Linked DNA regions of Zea mays: all the other regions are linked to region 3. Evidence: chromatin contacts called from public Hi-C data. All regions are on one chromosome and are shown on one strand. Each heading gives the region's core, a stretch centred on a gene start, on an enhancer-like site or on the middle of the called end of the contact. The rest is flanking DNA. Distances are from core to core; before and after follow the strand shown.

What was found. Hi-C and Micro-C count contacts between places; a contact is called where the count stands out from the background.
Region 1: a contact with region 3 is called in a Hi-C map of ear, with 2.8 times the contacts expected there. The contact joins the promoter of LOC100382314 here to the promoter of LOC100501575 in region 3. A contact is called at or near these places in 8 of 25 Hi-C or Micro-C datasets (ear, endosperm, leaf and 2 more).
Region 2: a Hi-C map of leaf shows a contact between it and region 3, with 6 times the contacts expected there. The contact joins the promoter of LOC100193462 here to the promoter of LOC100501575 in region 3. A contact is called at or near these places in 11 of 25 Hi-C or Micro-C datasets (bundle sheath, leaf, root tip and 2 more) and 1 of 3 datasets of contacts at active chromatin or transcription factors (leaf).

Annotation. Positions count from the first base shown.
Region 1 is chr6:128,368,108-128,372,217 of Zm-B73-REFERENCE-NAM-5.0, forward strand. LOC100382314 (3-ketoacyl-CoA synthase) reads left to right here and starts at 1,380. Exons shown (of 1, transcript NM_001175063.2): 1 at 1,380-3,211. The coding sequence starts at 1,419. The coding sequence ends at 2,885.
Region 2 is chr6:128,677,950-128,682,103 of Zm-B73-REFERENCE-NAM-5.0, forward strand. It overlaps LOC100193462 (Putative 1-phosphatidylinositol-4-phosphate 5-kinase/ zinc ion binding family), which reads left to right and starts at 2,356. Exons shown (of 11, transcript NM_001358738.1): 1 at 2,356-2,971; 2 at 3,059-3,790; 3 at 3,882-4,035; 4 at 4,122-4,154. The coding sequence starts at 2,724.
Region 3 is chr6:128,509,925-128,513,786 of Zm-B73-REFERENCE-NAM-5.0, forward strand. LOC100501575 reads left to right here and starts at 1,257. Exons shown (of 2, transcript NM_001196266.1): 1 at 1,257-2,150. The coding sequence starts at 1,404.

The sequences.
Region 1 (4,110 bases), core at 130-2,629, 140 kb before region 3:
AAGTCAAACCAAACACACCCTAAGAGGATACTAATTATATTACTATGCCAAATAGTAGGAGTGCAATTAGAATGTAAGTGTCGTATCATTATAGATTCTACTTTATTTAAATACATAATTATGATTTTATTATTGTATGACTTCTTACCTTATATATTTATTGTGACCTCCTACCATAATATTATTACTATTTTTTTATAAATGTATGACTTGCGTGAATTTTTTAAGTCAGTTGAGGGCACATGTTACAACTTTTACCGATCGTATTTTAGATTTCCATCGTAACTGATACAATTTTCATACTGAACTTTCGTTTCCAATATTTCTGAATTACCGATATAGTTTTCGTTTCTGAAGTTACCGCTTTCGATCTCGTTTCCGAGAAAAAAATATGAAAACAAAAATAATTTTAGTGTTTACTGGTCGTTTTCACCTCTACGCACAAGTGCGTCCTCTAGAATCGACGTGGTTTACATTTGTATATCTGTCCTCTCAATTCGTGATTTGGTGTGCATATTCTCTTCTCCTTATATAGATAAAGGATTACGGTCAATTGAACCTGCAATCAATCTAATCAAACCAATTTATCATATTTACCTTATTTGCATTGTTCTTTCTATTACTTAGGAGTAGGAGTAATCTAGCCTTTGTCTAGCCCTATTTTAGCCTTTCTCGACCTATTTCTTCAGTCTTCACCACTGTTCGGCTCTACGTTGACCAGAGGCGTATTGGGTGGTCTGCCGACCCCAAGACAATCCCTGGAACTCTCCTCCTCGACAGGGGTCACTCCGGGGAGGCACGATTTAGGTTATTCGCGGAGAAGAAGACCCTCTACGCACGTGTGAACAGTTCGGTCCATAGCACGGACCACCAGCAAACGCACATGGAGAAGCCACTCCTGTAGCGAGGTCGTGGACCGTCCGCGCTCCCGTAGAGAGCGCCGTAAGACGGTTCATCTCTAATGATTGGCGTCCAAATTAGTGTTCGTTCATCTCTAGTGATTGGCGTTTAAATCGGTGCCAACAGTACTATACTGTAGTACAAAAATAAATTGCCACAAAACACAAAAAAAGGTTAAGATTTGCTAGTACACATGTACGTTCCAATTGTGTAGGATAATTTCAAATTTTCGTTTATGGCTTTGCTGCCCTCGGGGTGATGAGATGAGAGTTCATCAGTGCGTACAAGCAAGGACTTTAATTAGCGGCATCATTTCATCAGATTTATCGGTGAACGATGCCAATGCAGCAGCTCGCTAGCCTGGGCGAATAAAGACCTCCGTGGCCCACCAACATGCGTCGATAATTCCCTCGCTGATCCCACCGGCTTTAAAATCCTACCCTCCCGCTCCCAAGATCACTCTCACTCTCACGCACACACTCCACAGTGCCACTCGTCTCGCTCGCGCAGCAGACAGCATGGGTTCGTCGGCGGCGCTTCAGCCGAAGCAGCTGTACCAGCTCGTGGTGAACAACTTCGTCGCCGTGCTCGCTGCGCCGCTGGCCGTGGCGGCCGTCGTCAATGCGGCGCGCGTCGGGCCGGACGAGCTGCTCGGCAGGCTGCAGGCGCTCCGGGCGGTGCACGTATTTCTCGCCGTGTTTGTCGCGGCCGCCACGGCGATACTGTACGTCCTGCTGCGGCCCCGGGCCGTGTACCTGGTGGACTACGCCTGCTTCCGCACGCGGCCCAACTGCCGCGTCCCCTTCGCCACCTTCCTGGAGCACGCGAAGCTGGTGACGTTCGTGGAGGGGGCCTCCATCGACGAGCGCAGCGTCCGGTTCATGACGCGGCTGCTGGAGCGGTCCGGCCTCGGCGAGGAGACCTGCCTGCCCCCGGCCCACCACTACATCCCGCCGTACCGGAACATGGAGGCCTCGCGCGCGGAGGTGGAGCTCGTCATCTTCTCGGCCATCGACGACCTGCTCGCGAAGACGGGCATCAGCCCCAGCGCCATCGACATCCTGGTGGTGAACTGCAGCCTCTTCGCGCCCGTCCCGTCCTTCACGGACATGGTGATCAACAGGTACGGGATGCGGCCGGACGTCCGCAATGTGCACCTGTCCGGGATGGGGTGCAGCGCCGGGCTCATCTCCGTGGGGCTGGCGCGCAACCTGCTGCAGGTGGCGGGCCGGGGCGCGCACGCGCTGGTGGTGTCGACGGAGACCATCACCCCAAACTACTACGTGGGCAAGGAGCGCGCCATGCTCCTGCCCAACTGCCTCTTCCGCATCGGCGGCGCCGCCGTGCTGCTGTCCACGTCCCGGTCCAGGGCCCGGTTCCGCCTGGCCCGCGTGGTGCGCACGCTGACGGGCGCCCAGGACAGCGCGTACCGGTGCGTGTTCCAGGAGGAGGACGGCGAGGGCCACCGCGGGATCAACCTGTCCAAGGACCTGATGACCATCGCGGGCGACGCGCTCAAGGCCAACATCACCGCCATCGGGCCGCTGGTGCTGCCGGCCTCGGAGCAGCTCCTGTTCGCGCTGTCCTTCATCGCGCGGCGCGTGCTGAACCGGCGCGTGAAGCCGTACCTCCCGGACTTCCGCACGGCGTTCGAGCACTTCTGCATCCACGCGGGGGGCCGCGCGGTGATCGACGAGCTGCAGCGCAGCCTGGGCCTGTCGGACGAGGACGTGGAGGCGTCGCGCATGGCGCTGCACCGGTTCGGCAACACGTCGAGCAGCTCGGTGTGGTACGAGCTGGCGTACATCGAGGCCAAGGGCCGGATGCGCCGCGGCGACCGCGTGTGGATGATCGGATTCGGCTCCGGGTTCAAGTGCAACAGCGCGGCCTGGGAGTGCATCGCGCCGGCGCGCACCGCCGAGGGGCCCTGGGCGGAGAGCGTCAGCCGCTACCCCGTGGACATCCCCGAGGTGCTCAAGCACTAGCCGCTATCCCGTGGACATCAGGCCGGGCATGCATGTGAGTATGTGACCGACGACGTGACAGCGTGTTTTGGACTTGCTTGTGGTGCTGGCCGGGCCGGACGCGTTGAATGCCGAGCCTGACGCGTCCATGTGTGCGGTGCGCTCCAGCCCGGACAGGTGGTTGCGAGAGGGTACACCGTGTTAAATCCGGGCCATTTACACACGTATAGTACTCGTGCTCCTCTAGATCGTGTACCCCTTCCTTCTCTTCTTGTTCTTCTTCTTTTTACCTTCCTTTTCAACATTTGTTTTCCCACTAATAATTTACTTGTGTCCATTTTAAAAACAAGCCAAAATGTACCGCGAGTTGGATCGATTACATTACATATGTTACTATAGCAAGCATTATTGTACTCTACCTGAATAATTTATGAAGTGAAGTTACTACAGCCACAGGCAGAGATGGATGGATGGGCATGCATGGGCACTGCACGCCCCGTGTTGTGACCTGACTCTTTTCTGAACCTGCTGCTGCATTGCACTTGCGTGCGCCCGCTGCGCCGGCCGTTTGCTGCTGTTCGTTCGAGTCCGGCCGGCGTCCATTTATCGCGACCCTGCCGCTGGCAGCGTGCGCGTACTTCTGCCACGCCCCCAAGCAAGCTAGGCACGCATATACTGCAACCATTTTACCCGTTACTAAATGTGACGAGGCATGGAGCGCCCCAGAGGTTAGGCCGGTGCCCGGCGGGCGCCATGAATGCCCCTGGCCTGGAATACTTGTAGGTCGCACTCGATAGCGCTGTGTCTGTGTGTGTGGGCTGCGGCAGCGCGCTATTATTGACGCCGGGTGTCGCACCTAGAATGCGCATGGGGTTGATATGAGCGCGCGCGGTGGTTACGATGCTTCTGCTGCTTCCGCCGTGGCCCGTGGCTCTGGAGTTACCGCTTGCCATTTGCCAATGCCAGCCGGCCGCCGGAGGATCTGAATCTATGCATGCACGGCACTATTGGTTTCAGACACACCGAACCAACCATCCAAGCAGCCAATCCCATATCGAACGTAGTCGGGTCCAGGCTCCTCTCATCAATCGTCCTCCCTAGGGCTGGGCATTCGGTTTTTTTTGAAACTTCGGTTCGATTTTTCGGTTTTAAAAAACTTCGGATTTCTAGACATTAGAAACCGATCGGTTTTCTTGAAAATGAAAAACCGAGAAGTTCGGTTTTAGTTTTTTACTTCGGTTTTTCG
Region 2 (4,154 bases), core at 1,106-3,605, 170 kb after region 3:
GGCGCGGCTCTTCGGGAAACCCGCAATCCAACAGTACGCCGTCCATCAACGGTCACATCAAAAACCCCCGCGGAACCACTTCGAGCGAGGGCAGCGTCTCCGCCATCTAGCGACGTCTTCGGCACCAGGTGACTTTGTCGAACTGGTCCCTCGGAGGGCAAATGTTGGGGCGAAGGCAAAGACGCCACCCTTCGCTCGAGGCCTTCGCTGCAGCCGCTGGTCCGACGGAGACAAAGCGGGCAGGGACACCCTTCGCAGGACTCGGCACTTTGACGAAGGCCTGCGGCGACGTCCTCCCACGGCGCGGCCTCGTTCAGCCCCAAGGCCCACGTGTGATCTGGCCCATCGTAACGGGCCCCGCGTGGCCGCCTCTGTATTACGGGCCTAACTTGTAAAGGCATACTTGTAATTACATCTTGTAACCCTGCTTTATGAGAATATTCCGGGGATAAACCAGGCGTCTGAGGGCACATGCGTCCTTAACACGAGACGCTGGGCACTCAGATACCTATAAATACCCCCGCACAGTGCCCGTGAGAGGCTAGATTAACAGAGCTATTGCCCCCGTGCACGTAACCCTGTTGTCACCACTGTTCACCCTTGTTGGTCTACTTGCAGCAGAGAGCAAGTTCCAACACGGTACGAGGCTCGAGCCCTGTCTGCCCCACCTCTACCTCCATCACTGTGCATGAGGGTTCAGGGAGCCTCAAGTGTTGATCGTGTAATTAACATGTGATATTGGTATTTTGCTGCGCAGGTTCCTAAACGCGTTGGGTGTTTGAGCTGGTTCCTTTGATGATGAATTGGCAAGACATTTTTGCATTAGATCATTAGTGAGTTTAGTTTCGTTGCAAGTTTTCAAAGACAGATTTCATTGACTTTTTTGTGGTTTAAGCTTTGTCAGTATGATGTCGGTAGCCTGGACACCTCGGCATGGGGGCGCATTGGTGGTAGTGTAGGAGTAAAAGGTTGGTTGGTGTGGCGGTGGCCTAGGCACACCTATGTGTGAGCCTAGCGGTGGCGGGCAATATTGAGTAAGCCATGAAGAAGGAGAAGCTTGCGAGGACGAGAGGAGGTTGAAGACAGAAGACATTCTCTCGTCTTATTTTTTAAAACAGATGTAATTATTGATATAGCATATTATAATAAATAATAGCAATTTTATAATTATGATCAGTACGTTTTATGATGTGTCGTGTGAATTGACGAATAACATATTCTCTAATGTCGCACAAACAAAATTTAATAATATAAACTAATGTTATTATTGGCTATGTCCAAATTAACGCATTTTTAGACGAGGGACACATTCCCAAGGAATTCGACCCATTTTTATAATAGAAAGAAAACATTCACCTAATATAAATACGGGGAGAAGATATCAGGTGCACATTTGGTGCACATGATGCATGTATTGAATTATGATCGTTTATTTTAAATCTAATTTCCCTTATTATTCTATGTATGTTACAAATAACATCTCCTGAGTGGGTGGAAGTGGAGAAAAATAATAGTAGAGGGTGTTATTTGCAAAATACACATGTCAGCAATGGACATTTTAGATAGATGATTATAATTCACTGTTTATTTTCTTTCAGGATTATATAATCCAGTTTATAGGTTGTATAATCATCTAATGACCTATTTATAGATTATCATCATCATAATGTAGGTATCTAGATTATATAGGTCATGTTTGGTTTCTTTAGTCTAGGGACTAAAGTTTAGTTAGAGGACTAAAGTTTAGTCCATAGCGTGTTTGGTTCTAGTGACTAAAACTAGTAAGAATATACTAAATGACTCATAAGAAGACTAAAATGACTTTAACATTCTCCTGCTATTAGTACAATTGAACTAAATGAGGGGTAAATGTGGAATTAATATGGTTTAGTCCCTTTTAGCCACATCTTGAGGGACTAAAGCAATTTAGTCCATGTTTTAGTCCTACTGTTTGGCATTTTAGTAACTAAATGAGACTAAAATGGAGGGACTAATCTTTAGTCCCTCAAACCAAACGGGACCATAATCTATCTAATAATCTGAATTGTTTGTTTGTCTTAACTTATTTAAATTGGATTATATAATCTCGAGGGTAAACAAACATAGTCTTAATATATACACCATGTGCATCAGGATTACATGAATACAGCCTCTGTTTTGGAATATAATCGCGCTTTGATTAGAAATAAGTCACACAAAATAAGTTTTGATACAGAAGAAAGGCGAGGGAAAAGAAAGGAATTAAAAAGGGAGGAGAAAACGGTAAGAAAATCCGCAGCACCCACCTAACATTTTTTTTCCCTTCTACCCGCTCACCTTTTCCCCTACTCTATAACTACCTCCATTCCCGCACTAGCACAAGCTTCCTCCTTCCCACATGGGCACCGTCTCCTCCTTCCCCAATTGCAAGCTCCATTCGCGCTCCTCGTCCTCCGCTGCCTCCAGCCTAGTCCCATCTCTGCTCGATTGGAGAGGTTTGGGCCATGCTTCCTCCTCGCGCGCCACGTTCTCGACGGAATTTCTCGTCTACACAGGAGCCAAGGAACGCTAGAATTAGACGCTTCCCGGGGTCCCTTTTAGTTCCCCTCTAACGAATCATAGGTTTGCAGTTTGGTGTGGACGTATCCTGTGATTTGTGGATGGTTTTGGTGTAGAGTTTAGAGAGATCAAGAACTTCCAACTTGGGGTTTCCTGTAGCCTTTTTTAGCTGTTCTGGGGCTTTTATGGGAGTGCCCGTCGCGCAGAAGTCCGATTCTTGGGTGACTGTGCTTGCGATGACGGACAGCGGCGGCCTCGGCGTTCGGCCTATTAACGGAGGCCGAGGGAGTGCCGTGGAGCAGCGTGGGCTCGGACTCGGAGACAACGGGCCTCCAGTGTCCCCACCAGAGCGTGTTTCTACGCCGCCTGCGCCGAGACTAGCTGCTTGGTGGCGCATGTCGTCGCCTGGTCCTCTCCGGTGCTCAACCCCGAGGTGAGCAATTGACTTTCTTGGTTGCCTAAGCCTTGGAGGGGATAACTCGTTGATAGACTTTTCACTGATTGAAATTACTGGGCGCAGGAGCGTTGGATGTGAAGATGGTGATGATTCGGATAGGTACTTTTCCCCACAGAGTGAGTTTTCTCAAGACACTTCTGATACAGATTCGATGAGCACAAGTATTAGTAGGATGTATACCTTCAGGTTAGGGACTTCGAGCCCATTAGATAGTCCTATCAAACAATTGGGAGTAGGAGACACAAGTCCTCCCTCAAGGAAGGGTTGCCATTCTCCTAGATATCCTTGGAATTCTTGCCGGGGATCAGATGATGTTGATTCTAGCTTTATGAGTTCACCTCGGCATGATGATGAAGAGAGGAAATATGATGTGCAACCAATTGATTTTGAGAGTAGACACATCTGGTATCCTCCACCACCTCAGGATGAAAATGGTACTTTTCAATATGATGAGGATGATGACAATGATGTTTGTGATGGGAAGGTCTTTGGACATATTAACCATGATTATTGTGACGGCGAAGATGATGATGATGTGTTAGGGATCAAAGGAAAACATAGTATATCTCACAAAGAGTTCTTGAGGAGTGCTTTACATGGGCATTTCAGGGCTCTCGTCTCACAATTGCTCGAAGGACATGGCATTGATCCTGTGGATGGCTGGCCAGACATAGTATCCTCATTAGCTTGGCAAGCAGCTACCTTTGTCAGGCCAGACACGAGCAAAGGTGGTAGCATGGATCCCACAGACTATGTCAAAGTCAAATGCGTAGCATCAGGAAATCCAAATGATAGGTATGCCCTTCGACTACAACTTGTACTGAAGAATTACATGAAATTTCCACCATGGTATTTTGGAGCTAAATGATTGTCCAACTGTTTGCAGTGCTTTCATTAAAGGTGTTGTTTGTTCTAAGAATGTAAAACACAAACGCATGGTGTCAAAACATGAGAACCCTAGGCTGCTTCTTTTGGGAGGAGCACTAGAATACCAGAAAGTCACGAACAAACTAGCTTCAATAAACAGCATTCTTGAACAGGTCATATCATCATTTTCCAGTTACATGTTCATGCTTATTTATCTCAATATGCTCTTAATATTGATTTTCAAATGCAATGTGTACAGGAAAAGGAGTATCTTAAGAATGCTGTTGCAAAG
Region 3 (3,862 bases), core at 7-2,506:
GATTAGAGAGACTAGAATCCCCTCGCTAGCCTCTCCGTTTCCCCTGCTGAGTGAGACGTCTAATCTTACCGCTATAGAGCAGGGGCGTGACCCTAGAGTATGAAAGATGGAGTTAGTTTCCAAACGTAATTTTATAAGAACCGGCATGGCCTTGTCTCGTCGTCGCCTGTGAGCCTGCGTGCCCAAAATGTGAGTATGCGAGCGACACGGCAGCGGCACTGATCAATGCAATGCCACGTGCGCTTTGACATTTTGACAGGGTTGCGCTCGCGCGCGATACATACAGACAGATCAGCCCGGGTACCGTAGCCGGCCGTCCCGGCGTAAATTGACCTTGGCGATGGACGCTCCGTCCGCGCCGTGACAGGCGGACAGATGGAACAAGCCCTTCCCGCCGTGGCAGGCCAGGACAACGGCTAACCCGCACCGTCCCGGCGACCTTTGCCGCTAGCTGGGCGCTCGTTCGTGCCGTGACAGGCGGAGAAATGGAACAAGCAGTCCGCTCGAGGCGCCATCCGACTGGCGGCACCTGCATGCAGTTTGAAACTCGCAATGTCAACAACACCTCAATCTGGAGAGCACTGAGTGATATTTGTACATGCACGGTTAGCCGCCATCGGCAGAAACGGGACCCCATAACAAAAATAAGTAGCGCCTGTTTAATTTGTTTCCGTTAACCTAAATAGAGAGTTGAGTTCAGGAACTAAAATCCAGTCCCTAATATTTTTAGTTTCAGAGATTAAATAAAGGTTATTAAGGGCCTCTTCGGTTCCCTAGCCGGATTGTTTGTGTAATTTGTGCAAGTTTTGATCAACTGGACATCATTTGACTAGTATGTTTTTTTAAAGTTTACCAACAAGAGAGCTGATTGTTATATTAAAAAGGGAAGCCATGACATGCACTATATAGAGATAAATAAAAAAAATAGCCGCCACAACTAAAAGATTCTACGAGCAAAAAAAAACACTGTAGTAGTCGTTTAAGGTGCTTTCAGTCATATTTATGAAACGTTCGCACGTATCAACCGGAGGTATCAGTGATTTCGGTCATATGCCTAACAAATGTTTCTTTGTCCTTCATATGCCTAACAAAATATTTACAAAATGCATCCTTCCTTGTCCTTGAGCCGAATACTCACCGTCTCCTTTGACCTCGGCCCCAACCGGCCCTAGCAGTAGCAGCCTAGCCTTTTCCCCCCTTCCCTTTTTAATTCCTCCTTGACGCCCTAACCGGCTACGCACAAACAACGCCTCCAACGCGAGCTGCGAAAGAAGAGCAGGGGCAGGCCAAAACCAAGCGAAACACCAGCTGCGTCTGCGTGCACCACCCCCTCTACGGACCCACCCACCCGGAGCGAAGGGGAGACAGCAGCAGCAGCAGAAGCCGCGCGCGTGCAAACTGCAATGGGCAACAGCATCGGCGGGCGGCGCAAGGGCGCCAAGGTGATGCAGCTGGACGGCACGGCGTTCCGCGTGAAGCCGCCGGCGTCCGCGGGCACGGTGCTGCGCGACCACCCGGGGTTCCAGCTGCTCGAGTCGGAGGAGGTGAAGCTGCTGGGCGTCCGCGCCCGGCCGCTGGCGCACGACGCGCAGCTCCGCCCGGGCCGCCTCTACTTCCTCGTCGCGCTGCCCCGGCCGGCCGCCCCGCCGCGCCGCGCCTGGTCCGGCGCGCTCCACGTCGGCGCGCGGGAGCGGCTCGAGTCGCTCATGCTCACGCGCCGCTCCACCTCCGACCTCTCCCTCGCCGCCTCCGCGGGCACGGCGCCGCCGTCCCCGCTCTCCACGGCCTCCGAGGGCGGCGGGCCCGTCCGCCTCCGGATGCGCCTGCCCAAGGCGGAGGTCGACAGGCTCATGGCCGAGAGCCGCGACGCCGCCGACGCCGCTGCCAGGATCATGCAGCTCTGCGCCGCCGCCACGCCCGACCGGACCCCGCGGTTCGTGCCCACTCCGGACTGGGGCGCTGGCGCCGCCGCCGCCGCGTTCCCGCAGACGCCCGACCGGAGCCCCAGGTTCGCGGCGACGCCCGACTGGGGCACTGGGTTCATGATGCCGCCGGGCGCTGCGGCTGCGCCGACGACGCCGGAGAGGTGGCCCGCGCTGCCCCGCACTCCGGAGTACGCGTCGCCGGGCGTCAAGGCTAGCCGGAAAGAGGTAACGCACCGCGCCACGCCCTCGATCCCTCCTCGCAGATTACTGTTGTGGAACGTACAATTCCTAGATTGCACAGGCATCTCGCCATTCGCCTCTGTTCTTATTTTTTTTAAAAAAAATAGTTTATAATTATGAGAAAAAAAAAACAATGTCAATGTAAAAGGACATACGGAATATGCTTATCCCAACCCTGAGCTTCGAAATTTTGTCTAATAGACCTAGAATTTATAGACGTAGACATAGATGAGCCAACAAATCACAAGAGTCAATGGGTATTTTTAGGGAGTGTAGGCAATGATGAGGTAAGCAAAATTTTTAAAAATAGCAGAACACTGCAGCCGTTGAAAAAATCAATAATATTCAGTTTACTCAGTAACAGTCAAATGGTACCGTATGTACTGTGCGTGGAGTATAGATTGTGCAAGTAGCCGAGACGAAAGCGAGCGAAATAGGGATCACTTGTCTGAAACCACTCGGATACCTTACGTGTCCTTTCGGGCACCGGCCTGTGTTTTCGCTTTTCGGGAGTGCGTCCATCCAATACGCTGGCCATAGGCTATGACCAGCAGAACGAGCACTGCTGTTTCTAGAATAATAGAGTGAGATTTAAAATAGAAGATGAATATAAGTAATTGTTGATATAGTCTGTTAAGCGATGGGCCTATTCCATGTCACTGCTGTGCTAGCTAGCCTAGAGACTAAGATCACGTTTGGTTTCTTTAGTCCAGAAACTAAAATTTAGTTACGGAGACTAAAGTTTAGTCCCTACCCTATTTAGTTTTAGGGGCTAAAACTATTCAAAAACATTAAGGGGGTGTTTGGTTCTGTGGACTAAAGTTTAGCCCGGGTCACATTAAGCGTTTGACTTTCAAATAGGAGTATGAAATATAGACCCAACCAACTATACTAGATTTGTCTCACTTTTTAATCTTCGGTTGAGAAATTAGTTTTATAATCCGACTACATTTAATACCCCGAACGGAGGTTCAAACATTCGATGTGATAGGGGCTAAATTTTAGCAGGGGCAAACCAAACACTCCCTAAATAAATTATAAGAGGACTAAAATACCTTTTAACATTTTACAGCCATTAGTGTAACTAAAATAAAGAAGTGGCAAAAGGTGGAATTTATATGGTTTAGTTCCTTTTAGTCATCTCTTGTGAGACTAGAGACTAAAACATTTTAGTCCCAGTTTTAGTTTCACCCTTTGATAATTTAGGGACTAAATGGAGGGACTAATCTTTAGTCTCTCCAACCAAACAGGGTCTAACTACTGGATGACAAAGGTTGCAAACCTTGCTTTCCAAACTTTTTTCACTGTGTTGTGGCCAACACAAGCTGTGGAGAACAAATACATATCCCGGCGGAGGTGGTCACCTCACTAAAGACCTCATGGCCGCCATGAAGAAAAAGAAAAAGAAAAAGCGAGAGGCGGTGAGCACTTGAGCAGACGGTTTGATGCCGTTCCTGGCAGGCCAGTGGGGCGCCGCATTGTTCGTTGTGGTGGCGGCTGCGGTGACGAAGCAAAATACAGTTGCTTGTCGCTCTCTCGTACTCGAGTATGCATGCATATCGGTAGTTGAATTCTGTGTTTGAGTTTGTCTTCGCGGGTTCTTGCTTCTTGGTGGTCGTAGTCGGAGTTCGTCGATTTTGTGTTACGGAACCAAATAAAGGCATTTCAATTCAGTAGAAACTCCCTCTTCAATATAA